2 separate regions of the Sus scrofa genome follow, and region 1 is linked to region 2. A link is a contact called in public Hi-C data. All regions are on one chromosome and are shown on one strand. The core of a region is the stretch at or near the end of the contact, and the rest is flanking DNA. Distances in the headings are between cores, read along the strand shown.

The links. Hi-C and Micro-C count contacts between places; a contact is called where the count stands out from the background.
Region 1: a Hi-C map of brain shows a contact between it and region 2, with 6 times the contacts expected there. The contact joins the enhancer-like site here to the promoter of SETBP1 in region 2. A contact is called at or near these places in 5 of 47 Hi-C or Micro-C datasets (brain, embryonic fibroblasts, fetal skeletal muscle and 2 more) and 1 of 2 datasets of contacts at active chromatin or transcription factors (skeletal muscle).

The regions. Positions count from the first base shown.
Region 1 is chr1:94,654,076-94,660,906 of Sscrofa11.1, reverse strand. All of the region lies in intron 6 of SETBP1 (SET-binding protein), which reads right to left. Among named protein-coding and RNA genes, the nearest start is that of SLC14A2, 180 kb to the left of the region's middle. Within about 2 kb of position 5,431, at least 2 of the 83 cell types and tissues checked have an H3K27ac peak or open chromatin away from gene starts, as enhancers often do. A contact at or near this core is called in brain, where this site is marked.
Region 2 is chr1:94,293,616-94,300,259 of Sscrofa11.1, reverse strand. SETBP1 (SET-binding protein) reads right to left here and starts at 4,928. Exons shown (of 7, transcript XM_021092436.1): 1 at 4,311-4,928.

The DNA of each region.
Region 1 (6,831 bases), core at 4,182-6,681, 360 kb before region 2:
AAAAATGTTTCCATTTTTTATTTTGGAAACTGAGGCTCTCACTTGCAGCCAGGTACCATGGGAGTCAATGTTAGAATCACAGTATAAAGTCTCCATTACCTTTTCCTATTACAGCTTTTATTTTTTATTCAGCCTTTCAACATTTGACCTAATTCAATTTAGCATTAGGCTATACTTTCTCCTTCCGCAGAAGATCCTGAATGGCTAAAACAACAAGCGGCCCTTTGGATTAAGCCATCTGGATCATTAACGTGTATAGCCAACCTCAAAAAGGCCATGCCTTGACCTGATCTAGAATATGTAACTGAACCTATTGTCTTCCTAATCCTCCTCCACTGACAGAGGGAGGGTTCTTTCCAGGGACACTCTATTTGGGATGACACCATCTCTTGAATTTTTCCCCCAATGGTCTGAACTTGTCAAGTTGCCTGATGATGTCCAATAGACCAGGTCCTTCTTAACTAGTTCATCTTCTGGAAACCTCAAGGGAAATATCAGCCAGGCACTTCTGAATCAGTTACACCTCTGCTACCAGGCTGTTGTTGGCAAAGGGCTCTTTCCATATCCTGGTAGCCAGATGCTCTTCAATTTTATGAGCCCAACTTCTAGTCACAGGAAGTCCTGTACTGCCGCCACTATATAGCTCTCAGAACCGCTTCATTTTTGAAGTTCAGACACCATTAAGTGTGAATGGCTTCAAGGCAGCAGACCTTTCCTCTTTTAGATTGTTCTTTCTCCTTGTGTTCACTAGAGGCACATGTACATACATGTGCATACACACACACACACACTGCCACCCCATCTTCACACTGGCTCTTCCCTTGGGCCACCTATCAGCTTAAGAAGTGTGTCCTTAGTTCTTGGCTGCTGTGATTTATTCTAAAGGCTCATCCCCTGAGAAACTCATGTAGATGCCATCAACCCTCTGAAACATCATGAGCCTAAAAGCAAATGTGTTTCATTTTAGTATCATGGCTTGTTGTGCCATCCAACATTTTTCAACTAGTAGTGGAGAAGTGGAATAAATATCTTAAGGAGATGAGGAAAAAATGCTAAAACATGGACATGGCTGTCACTCCTGGGCACTCCCTCTTGGTTCTTTCCCTGCTTTTCCCCACTTCTCTCTCATGCTGTGCCTGACACAGATCTCCCGGAGGGTTTTATTTGAAGTTGTTTATGCCATGAGCTTCATGGAGTGGGACGCTCTGAGTTCCACAGGACAGGTGAAAATGGCACTCCTGTTGGCAAAGGTCATTGTAAGACTTACTAAGCAATGAATAGCTACTGCACAATCTTTAAAATAAGTTATGAAGATCCAAATAGAACAAAGCCAGAGTGAGCCTCTGACTACAAACATAAGATGTTTGTGGTTAGTGTTGAAAAAGGAAAAGCTTGCTCAGTTGTAAGTGTTTAGATGCAGAGACCAACGTCTGCTAGGCTTCGTGTCCATCCCAGGGCAGAGCATGGTGCCTCAGGCATGGAAGGAGTCTACACACTGTTTCTTGACTGATGAATCACACCTATCACTGCTGTCTTACAGTCATATTCTTCTCTAAATGAGTTTTCCTTTGGATTTTTAAATTGACTATTGCAAATATAGTGACACTAAGAGTTAGCAAGCCACTGTTCACTTTTTCAGAGCCAAGGCATTTACTTTGTCCACACAGTTCATGAGCAAATGAAAAAGAGTTAGAAATACTTCACAAAACTTTTGGCAATATTCCAAATAGCAGTTTCACTTGCAGTTTACCGTCTCTTTAGTTTATATCATCCAGAGAGAAGATAATGCTATGTGACACATAATACAGTATGCAGGTACAAAGTAAATAATTTGGGGCAATTAGTTGGCAATGTTTGGCTGAATAAACTTGACTGGAATTCTCTATGAGCTGGAGGTCACTTGGGGCAAATACAGACAATGGATATTTCCTCTCAGTATTTTTTTTAGCATGAAATGCAAAACAAACAAACAAAATGAACCTAGTAGATAATCCCATATTTAATCATTTGTTATATGCTACACATTTATCAAACCCTTGCATTGAAAAATGATTATGAAATAAAAATTTATTATAAATAGTATAAATCTACCAAGCAATACTAAAAAATATCATAACGGAGTTCCCGTAGTGGCACAGTGGTTAATGACTTCAACTAGGAACCATGAGGTTGGGGGTTCGATCCCTGGCTTCACTTAGTGGGTTAAGGATCTGGCGTTGCTATGAGCTGTGGTGTAGGTCGCAGGCGCGGCTCGGATCCCATGTTGCTGTGGCTCTGGCATAGGCTGGCGTCTACAGCTCCGATTGGCCCCCCAGCCTGGGAGCCTCCATATGCTGTGGGAAGCGGCCCTAGAAAAGGCAAAAAGACAAAAAATAAATAAATAAATAAAAATATTGTAACAATGACTTTGTACCCACCATTCACATTTAGTAAACAATACCTTTTTGCCATACATTTTTTTAAGCAAGAAAACATTATAGAGATGGTCAAGTCAGCATTCCCATGTCAATTCCACTTTCTTCCCTTTTCCTGCTTGAATCTGTACTGTTAACTGCATATATGTGAACCCATACTGGTAAAAATTAAAAGTCTGCAACTACCTAATATTTGTAATTCTATAAGGAAGTAGGAACACTTGCACCCTGTTGGTAGGAGAGCAAATTGGCACAATTATTTTGGAGAGTGACTGGGCAATAACTACTAGAACTGAAGATGGCCAATGCCCCAGAGATCCTATGGCGGGTGGCCTCCTTTGCTCCTGTGTCACAGGAGACCAAAGATGTTTCTAGAAGCTCAATATATATTACAGAAGACTATATGTTATTTAAAAAGATAACAAATCAACTGTGAGATATGCAAACAGTGGGAAATTACACACCTATTAAAAGGAATAGGAGTTCTCTGGTTAGGAATAGGATCCTCAGGTTAAGGATATGGCATTGTCACTGCAGTGCCTCTGGTAATTGCTGTGGTGCAGGTTTGATCCCTGGCTCCAGGGAATTTATACATGCTATAGGTATGCCCCCCCCAAATAATAATAATAACAAAAGTGTTTGTAAGCATACAATTTAGGTAAATTTAAAAAGACACAAATTCCTTGAATTTTTATTTCATTTTTAATGTCCAGGCATGAAGATTTAAAGTGACTTCAGTGCAGGAGAGGAACTGTGAGCCAAAGCCTGGATGGATGAGATTTCACCATCTCTTCCTTCAAAGCTACCTCATGGGACTTTATTAAACCTTTAGAGTAGCACTATCCAAATGAAATTTCTGCAGTCATAGAAATGATCTGTTATCTCTTCTGTCCCCTACACTACCCACATGTGGTTAGCTGAGCACTTGACATGTGGCAAGTGTGACTGAGGAAGTAAATTTAAATTTAGTTTAATTTAAAGTTAAATAGCTACACGTGGTTAGTGGCTACCATATTGGGAAGCTCAGATCTAGACCTAACTACCATGAAATACAGAAGACACACAGGGAGCCATTCAGTAAAGCACAGGCTGTGAGAAGCTCCAGGCAGACAGCCTGGTACCTTCGACAAGTAAGTTGTGGGTTTGGTGGGGGTGGTGGTGGAACTGTAAATTAAAAGAGAGAAGAGATAAAATGATCATATTTGGATGCCAATTTAAACAAACTGTTAAAATAAATTCTATAAATTCATGGAAATTTAAATAATGTCTGGGCATTTCATGATATTGTATATTATTGCTAACTTTCTTAGGTGTGATAATTACATTGTGATCATTTTTTAAAGTACCTGTATTTTAGAAATACATAGTAAATTATTCACAGATAAAATCGTATGATATCATCTTGGATTGGCTTCAAAATAATATGGAAAGGACGAGGGAAGTGGAAGTATTGGTGAAACAAGATTGTGAGTTGATGTTGTTGAAGCTGAGTGATGGGTATACAGAGGTTTATTATACTATTTCTGTCCACTGCTAGTTAAGTAATACATGGTTAAAGAATATAAATGATTGGTGGCAATGAAACATCTTTCTTAGAATCTTAGGACTTGGGGGTGCTCTGGTTTTCACACTCTTGGGCTCTATTTCACCACAATAATTTTAGAAGGATAAGAAATGTCCTCTGTAAAGGGCATGCTCCATCTGCCTAGAAAACTCCTGCTGGTAGCTACCCTCTGGCTGAATGGGATGGGAGAATGAACAGTGCTCCAGGTTTTATGCTGTGACCAACTGCATAAACACATGTCATGGTTCAATCTCTGTTGATGGCCTCAGGTGTTAAGACTTAATATCCCTCTTTTTTTTTTCACATTATAACTTGGGGGAGGGGTTTCGCCACCACTGAACATCTGAATTTTATTTTGGCCCATATTTATTATCCAAACATTCAATGTAGGCTTATTATCCCATGTGTGAAGAGCACCAGAGTGCAGGGTGGTAGGAAGCACTCTGGACAGGGGTAGCTGGAAAGCAAGTTGAACTAGGATGAATCTTAGCCCCTCTGAGTCTCTTTTTCTTCACTTATTACATTAAACAGTTAGACTCTATGCTCCTAATGCTCCCTTCTGTATTTAAAGATTGCTATAATTCTTTCTTATGCTCATTATCAACTGCCTTACCAAATATGAGGTGGCTTTCTACCATGTTTGTTTCATCTAATAATTTTGAAATTCTAGTGTGGAGGAGAGGAGGGCTTTGGACTTGGCAGGGTTTGATATTCACAAATCTTTCTCCTCATTGCTTATGATTTCACTGTCCCCCTAAATGTTAACAGATTTTTCTCTCTTCAAATTGTTTCATTATTAGACAGTAATTTCTGGGCTCTTGCAGCAAGATTGATTCCATATTTGCTCTCCTTCCTATAATAGTCCTATATCTTGCCTGTTCTTTGTTAGTCTTAAAGAATAATTACAAGTGGCCAAGGCAAAATATGAATTCATTTCTCTGTAACTCTGCAATGCAAATCATCTTGTAGACTTTTCTCTGTACCATTTGCCTTGCAAATGGTTGAGTTGGTTTGGGTCCAGATCTCGATTTTCTATCTCTTTGCTCCCATTATCAGATGATTGGCTCATCAGCATTTGTTGATTTTTCTACAACTTTTTATGGTAATCAAAGACTGGACTTAGCACTGCTTTTTGCACACTGACTTTACAGATGTAGTGCAAGCACTGTGAGCAAGGTAGGGGCTAATGAGGCTTGGTTGTATAGATGCTTGCCAAGAAACAGGGGCTACTAGTTTGGAGACTGAACTTTGCTCATGAACTTTGCAAAACATCTCAGTTTTAGAAACTTTTGGATGGGTCAGAAAGGGAGGCAAATTTATCTTTACAGGAATTAGAATTTTTCTTGCTTTTTGAATATCCTTTTGGGAAAATGGAGAAATGTTGGGGACAGCTGAACTGCCTGGAGTAGAGTGGCCTTCCAGGGTGGACAGGGCTGGAGTAGCCTGTCAAGGCACAGAGCTGCAGTGTCATTTGCTTTGTACGCTGATCCACAATAGAAGATTCTACAAAGGCAAAGGCCATGTCTCCCTCCATGCTCCCAGGGTTATTCACACAGCAGTACACGATCTGGTATATAGCGCAGGGGCTGCAAACACAAGCTCAAGGGAATTCAGTGTTTAATGTTCCCTAATATAAATTGCGTATTTTTTTTTTTTTTTGTACTTTTGTACTTAACTCAGTAATGATCTCTTGTTTCCCTAATGCTGCTTTTTATTTTCTAATGGAATATGTGAAGCAACTTGCCTTGGCATGCAAACTTTCTTCCTTCGTCCTTAGAATTTCAATTAACCTTCTGTGTCCTGGTCTTAAAAGCTCCTTTGAAAAGGAAGGCGTGTTGCCTTGGCCAGTGAGTCCCCTTCAGGCAGGGCACACCAGTCACTGCCATCATCAACACAAGTGCTATCTACCACTACTTCTCAATTTGAAAGCCCTAACTTAGGATGAAGGGTTCACAGATGTGGGAGATCTGTCACTATATAAAGGTGCTTCCATTCTTTTTATTTTTTTAATTGTCTTTTTAGGGCCACACCCATGGCATATGGAGTTTCCCAGGCTAGGGGTCAAATCGGAGCTGTAGCCACCGGCCTACACCACAGCCACAGCAACTTAGGCAGGATTTGAGCCCGGTCTGGAACCACAGCTCATGGCAACACTGGATCCTTAACTCACTGAGCAAGGCCAGGGATCGAACCTGTGTCTTCATGGATGCTAGTCAGATTCGTTTCTGCTGAGTCATGACGGGAACTCCAAGGTGCTTCCATTCTATCCTTAAAGTCATCTTAATATTTTACATCTTAATATTAATATTACATATTAAGTACATCTTAACACAGTTTGAGGTTTCTTGAAAAATGTGACTAGTTTGTTTGAAGCATAGTAACTGCTTGACAATTAAATGATAGCTTCCTCATAGGCGTTTATTGTGGAAAAACATTCTGTTTCAGCTGCAGTGAACCCTGGTCCTGTTTCAGGCTTAGGAAACCTGGGTCCTTGTTTTGGTTCTATTTCACATTTCTCCATGGGAAAAAGTAAGTGAAGATGGGAGGTGAGATGGGCAGTTTGATGGAGAGTCTGAGTGGTGGGTGTGCGCCTGCATGCTTACATGTGGGAGCCCCTCTCTGCCTCTCCAGATCTGACCCAGTGCTAAATTGGAAGCCTCTTAAATGGGGTGCATGTTCTTTCCCCAAGGAGGAAGCAAGACTATCTATTGGGCTGTCCGAAAAACATATTCATATTTTTCATTTATATTATTCATATCTTATCTGAAAAATAAGAATTAAGTTAAGCATTCTAATGCTTAATATATGGAGCAATAGTGGGTGATGTCTTTATTTGGGCTGCACATCAGATGA
Region 2 (6,644 bases), core at 3,679-6,178:
CACCCTTTGAGGTTACCCTCTAAGGGGGTAAAAAACCAACTCAGAAAGGGAAGCTGTTCTGATCTGACTCTAAAACTTCCAGAAGAGAAATGTAAGGGCCACTAACTTGGACTCAGTCATCTAAGGTCACCAGATTCCCCCAAAATTTGATATTGCCCCAATGTGGTATGTCTAAAGGGCATTAGAATCTAACAGAAGGCTAACTGAAAATGGAAATGCATACTCAGAACCAAACTAGAATGTTGGCATCTTCCCCCTGCATTCATGAAGTAGTACATGCTGTGGGCATCTTGGTATTTACTTTTCTGCACTTATCAAGTATTTGTCTGCCCAAAGTGTCTGCAGCTTCATGAAGACTTTGGGAAACACCAGATTTCCTTTAGAAACAGCCCTAAAAGAAGCTCAAATGTATGGCAGTAAGTCTGATAGTTGTGCTTCTTAATCCTGGCCCAAGACATTTTGGGAAACTCACCAGGTTTCATAATATCCCATAAGATGGCAATAGGATTGGACTGTTCTATTCCTTTCTTTGCAGGAACCCAAGGACCAAGCATAGTGGTATGTGGCAAGGACTCTACGAGCCTCCTTGTCTCAGGGTAGTGCTGCTACCCCTCCAGGACAAGAGCAGCCCCCTGTCCCCCACCCCCACTAGACCTCTGCCACACACTGGGTCCCTGAGCAAAGTCAATAATATCACCCCATTTCTTTCAGGCACTCTAGCTCCTGACAATGTTAATGTGTTAATAACAATTTACCCCATTTCTCTAACAGGGGCAAAACTGATGCAACTTCAAATGCCATCAGCAAAAAAATGATTTAGTTCTCATTCCTGGCAGCAGAGAAAACAAGGTTTCCTTGGCCAGGTCCACTCTCAATAGCTTTCTGGTTTCAATTAAAACTTCAAGTCTCCAAAGGAAAAAACTGGCATTCTGGGTGGCTGAGGCCCAGCCAAGTTTCAGTGCCTCTACAAGAATTCAGAAAGGCTGCCCCATCATCTAGCCACTTCTCATCTTCCTCCTCTTGCATATGATATAGAAGCTTCAGAGCTTCAGAGTTGTACTTCAGAGACTGAAGTACAACTAAAAATAATGACCAGGTTGAAAGAACTCTCCTCTCCTTAGAGGTGCATTTTTGTGCCAAAGAAGTATTGATTCGGCTTCTAATGGAATTGAAAGTCAAGATAACTGCAGAAATGGAATCAGGAATCCAGGAGAAAGTGCCTATTTATTTCTTCTTCAGCAAACCCCTGTCTCTCCTCAATGACCACTGTCAACTAAATTTTCTACAAAGATTTCAAGCACCATTTTCTCTCCACTGGCCCCCCCCCCAAACAGTCCTCATTTAGGTCAGGTGACTTACAAAGTAGCTTGCCATGAATAATGCACACATAAGCCCTCCAGGCACCAAGGGGCTCCTTGGCTCACTCAGGGATACCCCTGTGTGAGGTCCAGAACTGGGCCTGCCAGCAGCACCTTCCTATGTGATGTTCTGGTGTTAAAATACAAAAGATTGGATTACACCCCTTCATTTGCCTAACCCATCCGTGAACATATAAGGCAGTTGATATTTTCTCCCAAGCTGTAAGTGGCCTCCTTCCTAACCACATCACTGCCTCTCAGCCACTCCTCCTTATGTTCACTACAAGCTATCCCCTCCCCCACCTCCAGTTTGTTTATTCCAGTGACACATCTATTTTCCCTGCTAAGAGAGACAAGTCTGTTTCCCCTTTGGCTCTGGTCGCCTTTGCTCACCATCTCCTCCCTCAGCCCAGCTCAGGTTACTGTAGTGGCTAGCAGCTCCCAGAGCCCAGCTCTAACACCAATTCAACTTCCCAAGACTAGACTTTTTTTTTTTTTTTTCTTATTAGGGCACTGAACACGGTATGCAAAGCAGCACTTTCTGACTACCTGGTCTTCTAAATTCTCAGGCTACAACCCCTAAAGTTTGCAAATACTCTGTGCATAATCAAACTCTTGGGATCTGTCTTCATCGATAACAGGCAATGCAATTCACTACAGAGGAAAACACTATCTTCAACTTAACTGAAATGTGGGACTTCCAAGTCAGGGCAAAAGAGATCACGCCCCCCCTCCAGGAGTCTTGGGCTGCTGGAAGCCACAGAAAGCAGGAGAAAGGGGAGGCAGTGACATGGGATTGTAAACTGGCTACATTTTAAAGTGCTACAAACTTTCTCCTCCCTCACACGCCCCTGGCCAGTTGGTCCCGCCTCCTCAACTCAGCCAGACAACCTCCAACTGAGGTGTATGAAGGAAACTCCCAGAGGTGTATGAAGGAAACTCCCAGACCGTCCAGGTCCGCCCCAGTGGTGCAGATGTGGCCAACACAGAACAACATCCCTCCTCTCCTCTCCATGCCCCTCTTTCCTAGCCGATTCCTGACCCTCCAAAACGTGTGTGTGAGCGCGCGCCCACGCACCCGCCCACGCTCTCTCATACACAAGTTTTGCTGATTAGGATGGATTTGGACAGGCACATCAGATTTACCTGTGCAAACTACAGGATGGTAAGAGATGGGGAGGGGCCCTTCCAGATAGTTTTGGCAACAGCAACTTTATGAAGTTAGGTTTTTTTTGCACAAACTTACCAGAAAAGATTAAAAAGAGGATTGAAGAATAAAGGAATGAAAAAAATAATGTCAGAGAAAAACAAGTAATATTAGTATTTCTATACAGCCTATGGACTCCAACTAACTTTAGGGAAAAAGGTGTGGTTAGTGGTGGAGGGGAAAGAGGAGGTTTAGAAGGAAAAGTAGCTGTGGTAGAATTCCAAAATAAACTGCCCTTTGGGAGGAGAGCTTCTGCAGGGATAGACTCACAAATTGGCCTTTTAGCATTAGATGTCAACCATGAGATTATCAGGACAGTTTATTTGAAGCGGAAACAAATCGGAAATCCTTCCCTCAACAGTCCTCTTAGACCAATACACACACCCTCAGAACCCACAAAGACACACCTAAAGAATAAATGCAGCATCGAGGGTCAATAGAGCCCTCTCCCCACATTCCCAGTCTCTCTAGCCTCACCTCGTACTTCAACTGGCACAACTTTCCGATCTCCAAGGAAAATATTTCCACTTGGATCTTATTTCAGAATTGTAACTGGTGTGGGTCGTGGGAGGAGGGGTGTTGCCGCGTGTAGGGGATGGGGACTGGAAGACAGCATTTCGGTAGTTACTTATTTTTGTAGAGCCAGCATGCTCTACCGATCAGAAATTGCTATTACCCAACAATGCTTCCATCACAAACAGACACCAAAAACAGCATCAGCATTATCACCATCTTGCTAAAGATCTGCCCAGTCCAGTTTACCTGACTTTGTCTCTGTGGAACTTCTCGGACAGTATTTTAGTCAAAGAGATAGTGGTTTGAAAGACAAAAACAATAAATCGATACTGAAGGGTTCCCTTTCAGGAGTTATTTCCCACTGGAAACCACCGAACGGGGAAGCCTGTCGTTAATTCCCAAGCCCACGACTCCTCTAGAAACACACACAATGCGTGCTTTCAAAAAAGGCATTCGCCTGCTTTTAAGGGAATTCCTGTCTTTTCAGAGTCCCAAAACCAGAGAGCAGGAGAAAGAGACTCAAATCCATTGATTAAGATTTTAAGGAAAAGACTAACACAGAGCCACGACACAAGCACACACCAACCTTCGCCGGCTGGACCACTTCTTCCCTGTTCTTCTTTCTATCAACGACACGTTAGATTCTGATATATTCTCCCCCCCCACCCCCCAAAAAATTCAGCTATATACAATGTAGCTCTCTAGCTCCACTTAACCTGCAAGTTACAAAGAGGGGGGGGGAAATATCCTGCCGCCTTCCCACCCCTTTCCTTACCCCCTCCCCCTCTCGAGTCCACTCCACCAAAGCCAAACCCGCCAGCTCCAGCAGCCGGCTGCCGGACCGAGGGAGGGTGCAAAAGGCTGCGGCGGCGGCGGCAGGGGGTGGGGGAGATCAGATTAGGCCAAGCTCAGTAAGGTCCCAGACCTCCAGCCCGATGCTGCCACCCTCGCCGCCACCAACGAGCCACTCCAAATGAGCCAGCATCACTGCCCACAGCCGACGGGCCGGAATTGCGCCCATCCTCGGCAGCCTCGCCGGGACCTGCATCCCGCCCCTTCGGCCCCGACTCCCCTTCCCGCCCGGTGCAAAGTCAAAGCCCCAGCGAGGCAACGTTAACTTTTGCATGCAGAGAACACACACCGCCCCCGACCCCGGGCGTGCGGGGGCCCGCGGTACGGCGGGAGGCTCGGCGCCCGGCTCCCGGACCAAGGTCGCCGCGCGTGCTCACCCACGTCCCGGCGGCTCCGGCTCCGCTGGCCCAGCGCTCGCTCAGATCCCGGCTCCCGTAGCTCGCCCGAGCCCCCGAAGGTGCTGCTGCGGCAACTCCATGGCGATGAGCATCTGTCACACGGCGAGCAGCGGGCTGGCCGCCCTCGCTCGGGGGGCGCCGGGGCCCCCGGGCGCGCGGAGGCGGAGGCGAGCGGCGGGCGCCCAGAACGGCCCAGCGCTTCCCGCCCGGCGCGGCCGCCTCCGCCGCGCCACCGATTTACGGAGAGAGATATCAAGGGGGAAAATGGCGTCTCCGGAGCCCGAGGAGTCCTGGAGTAATCACATTCACACACACACACACACGCACGCACACACTCGCACACCGCGCGCCGCAAGCCCGGCTAATTTTAGCAGAAGGGCCCCCCCCCAATTATATATATCCCCGTCTCTCCAATCAATGCTATTTTTTTTTCTTTTCTTCAAAGGATGGATTGGAGCCTTAAAAAATGTTGCCGGCTATGGGTTCGCAGGAGGCAGCGCGCGGAGGGCGAGGGCGCTTTTGCTGAGCTGTGCAGTTCGTTCCGCGGCGCCGGGCGGCCCTGCCCGCCGGCTCGTTCGCCCGCGGTCGCTACTGCTGCCGCCGTCGCCGCCGCCGCCGCTCCATGACCGCGCCCGCCCCGCGCCCCCGTCGCGTCCCCTCGCCACCCGCCCCCGTCCCCGGCGAGCGCTGGAGTGGGGTCGGGCCCAAGTGCCTGCCTCCCGCGCCCTCTCCCGAGTCCCGGAGTCCTAGTGAAAGGAAGGGGGAGGGCGCGGGCGGGGGAGGGGGAGGATCGGAGCGGCCGCGCGGCGGAGCTGAGCGGGGACCGCCACCCCGCGATCTGCTTCGGAGGGGGCGCGGGCTCCCACACCTCTTGCCCAACCGGCCGGGGGCCGCTTTCCTACTTGCGCCGGGGGTGGCACAACCAGTAACCAACAAGCACCTCTCCCTTCACCCTCCCTCAGTGAATTTTTGTGAATTTCGATCAATTGGGAAGAGTGGGGATCTTGAGCGGGAGAAGGAACACAGTTCGTGGAGGCGGATCGGGGACCCCTCGTCGCCCCCCGCGCCCTTCTTGCTTCCCCAGCGCCCTCGAGGCCCAGTGTCTCTGCGCGCCCGAGTCCGCCGCGGAAACTGGGCGGCCGCGGGGACCGCGGCGGACTAGGCGCCGGCTCCGGGGCTCAACACTGCCGCTATCTGACACAACAGGAGCAGTGTTGGGGGAGCTGTGTTCCGAGGCGGGAGATGTGATAGGCTCTGAAACTGGGTGCATTTTTTTTTTTAATCTGGTAATTACATTTCAGGGGGTTATTTTTTTGTTAAGCGACACGTATGCCTTCAGATGCGTATGTGCATTTTCTAGTTATTCACAAAAATTGGACAATTGATGACGGGAAAGACACCTTGAGATGACGTTGGCATGCAGTTCTCTATTCAGGATAGTGGAAAGAATAAAATGGAATATCTTCAGTTCATACAAAATATGGTGGTATTTTAATTTGGCTGTTTGTTTTCGGATTGCAAAGGGGACCTATTCAGGCCACTCATTTGCAACCTCGGGCAACTGAGAAATGGAACCCCTCAGGGGCATGTCTACATTATAGGACAATATAGGACAGAAATGGTTTAAGGGGGTTTGCAAGTGGTTTTTCTTAAAGACCTTGAGTAGAGTTTAAGATACCTATTCTCAGAGCCCTGGGAACCTTGAGAAAATAAAGAGATAATCTGAGTAGCTGATAGGAATGCACACAACACAGGTCTCTTAGTCCTAAACAATCTCCAATGCCAGCATCTTGCAGTCATTCAGCAAATAATTATGTAGCATGAACTATCTCAGACATGATGGCAGCAACTAGAGATTCAAACTCAGAATTCATAACCCAGTGAGAGACTGGCATGCAAACTTTGAACTACATCTAATGTATGGAAATATCAGAAAGGAGATGTTTACAAAGTACATGGAGCACAGACACAGAAATGGTATGAGGGTGAGATCAAAAATAATATTCTCTTGAGAATTGCCCCACATTTATTACCTGTTTAACATAGCCCTTTCCTTTTCCCCTTTTTACGAATATACCTTTTTCCCTCTAAAACCTGTTTTTCTAACCAAGATAAAAGTTTTGAGGACAGGTCTGTGCCTTGCATGGGCAATGCCACTAAATGTAGGCAAGAATAAATGTTCCTCTGATATCACCAAATAACTGACTGGCTGCCAGATGGGCTGTCATTTTGTGCATTAGACAACCCTATGCCTAACCTGTAAAATGACTATAATGATACTCCCTCCCTCTCCCAGGCCACACCAGAGATACT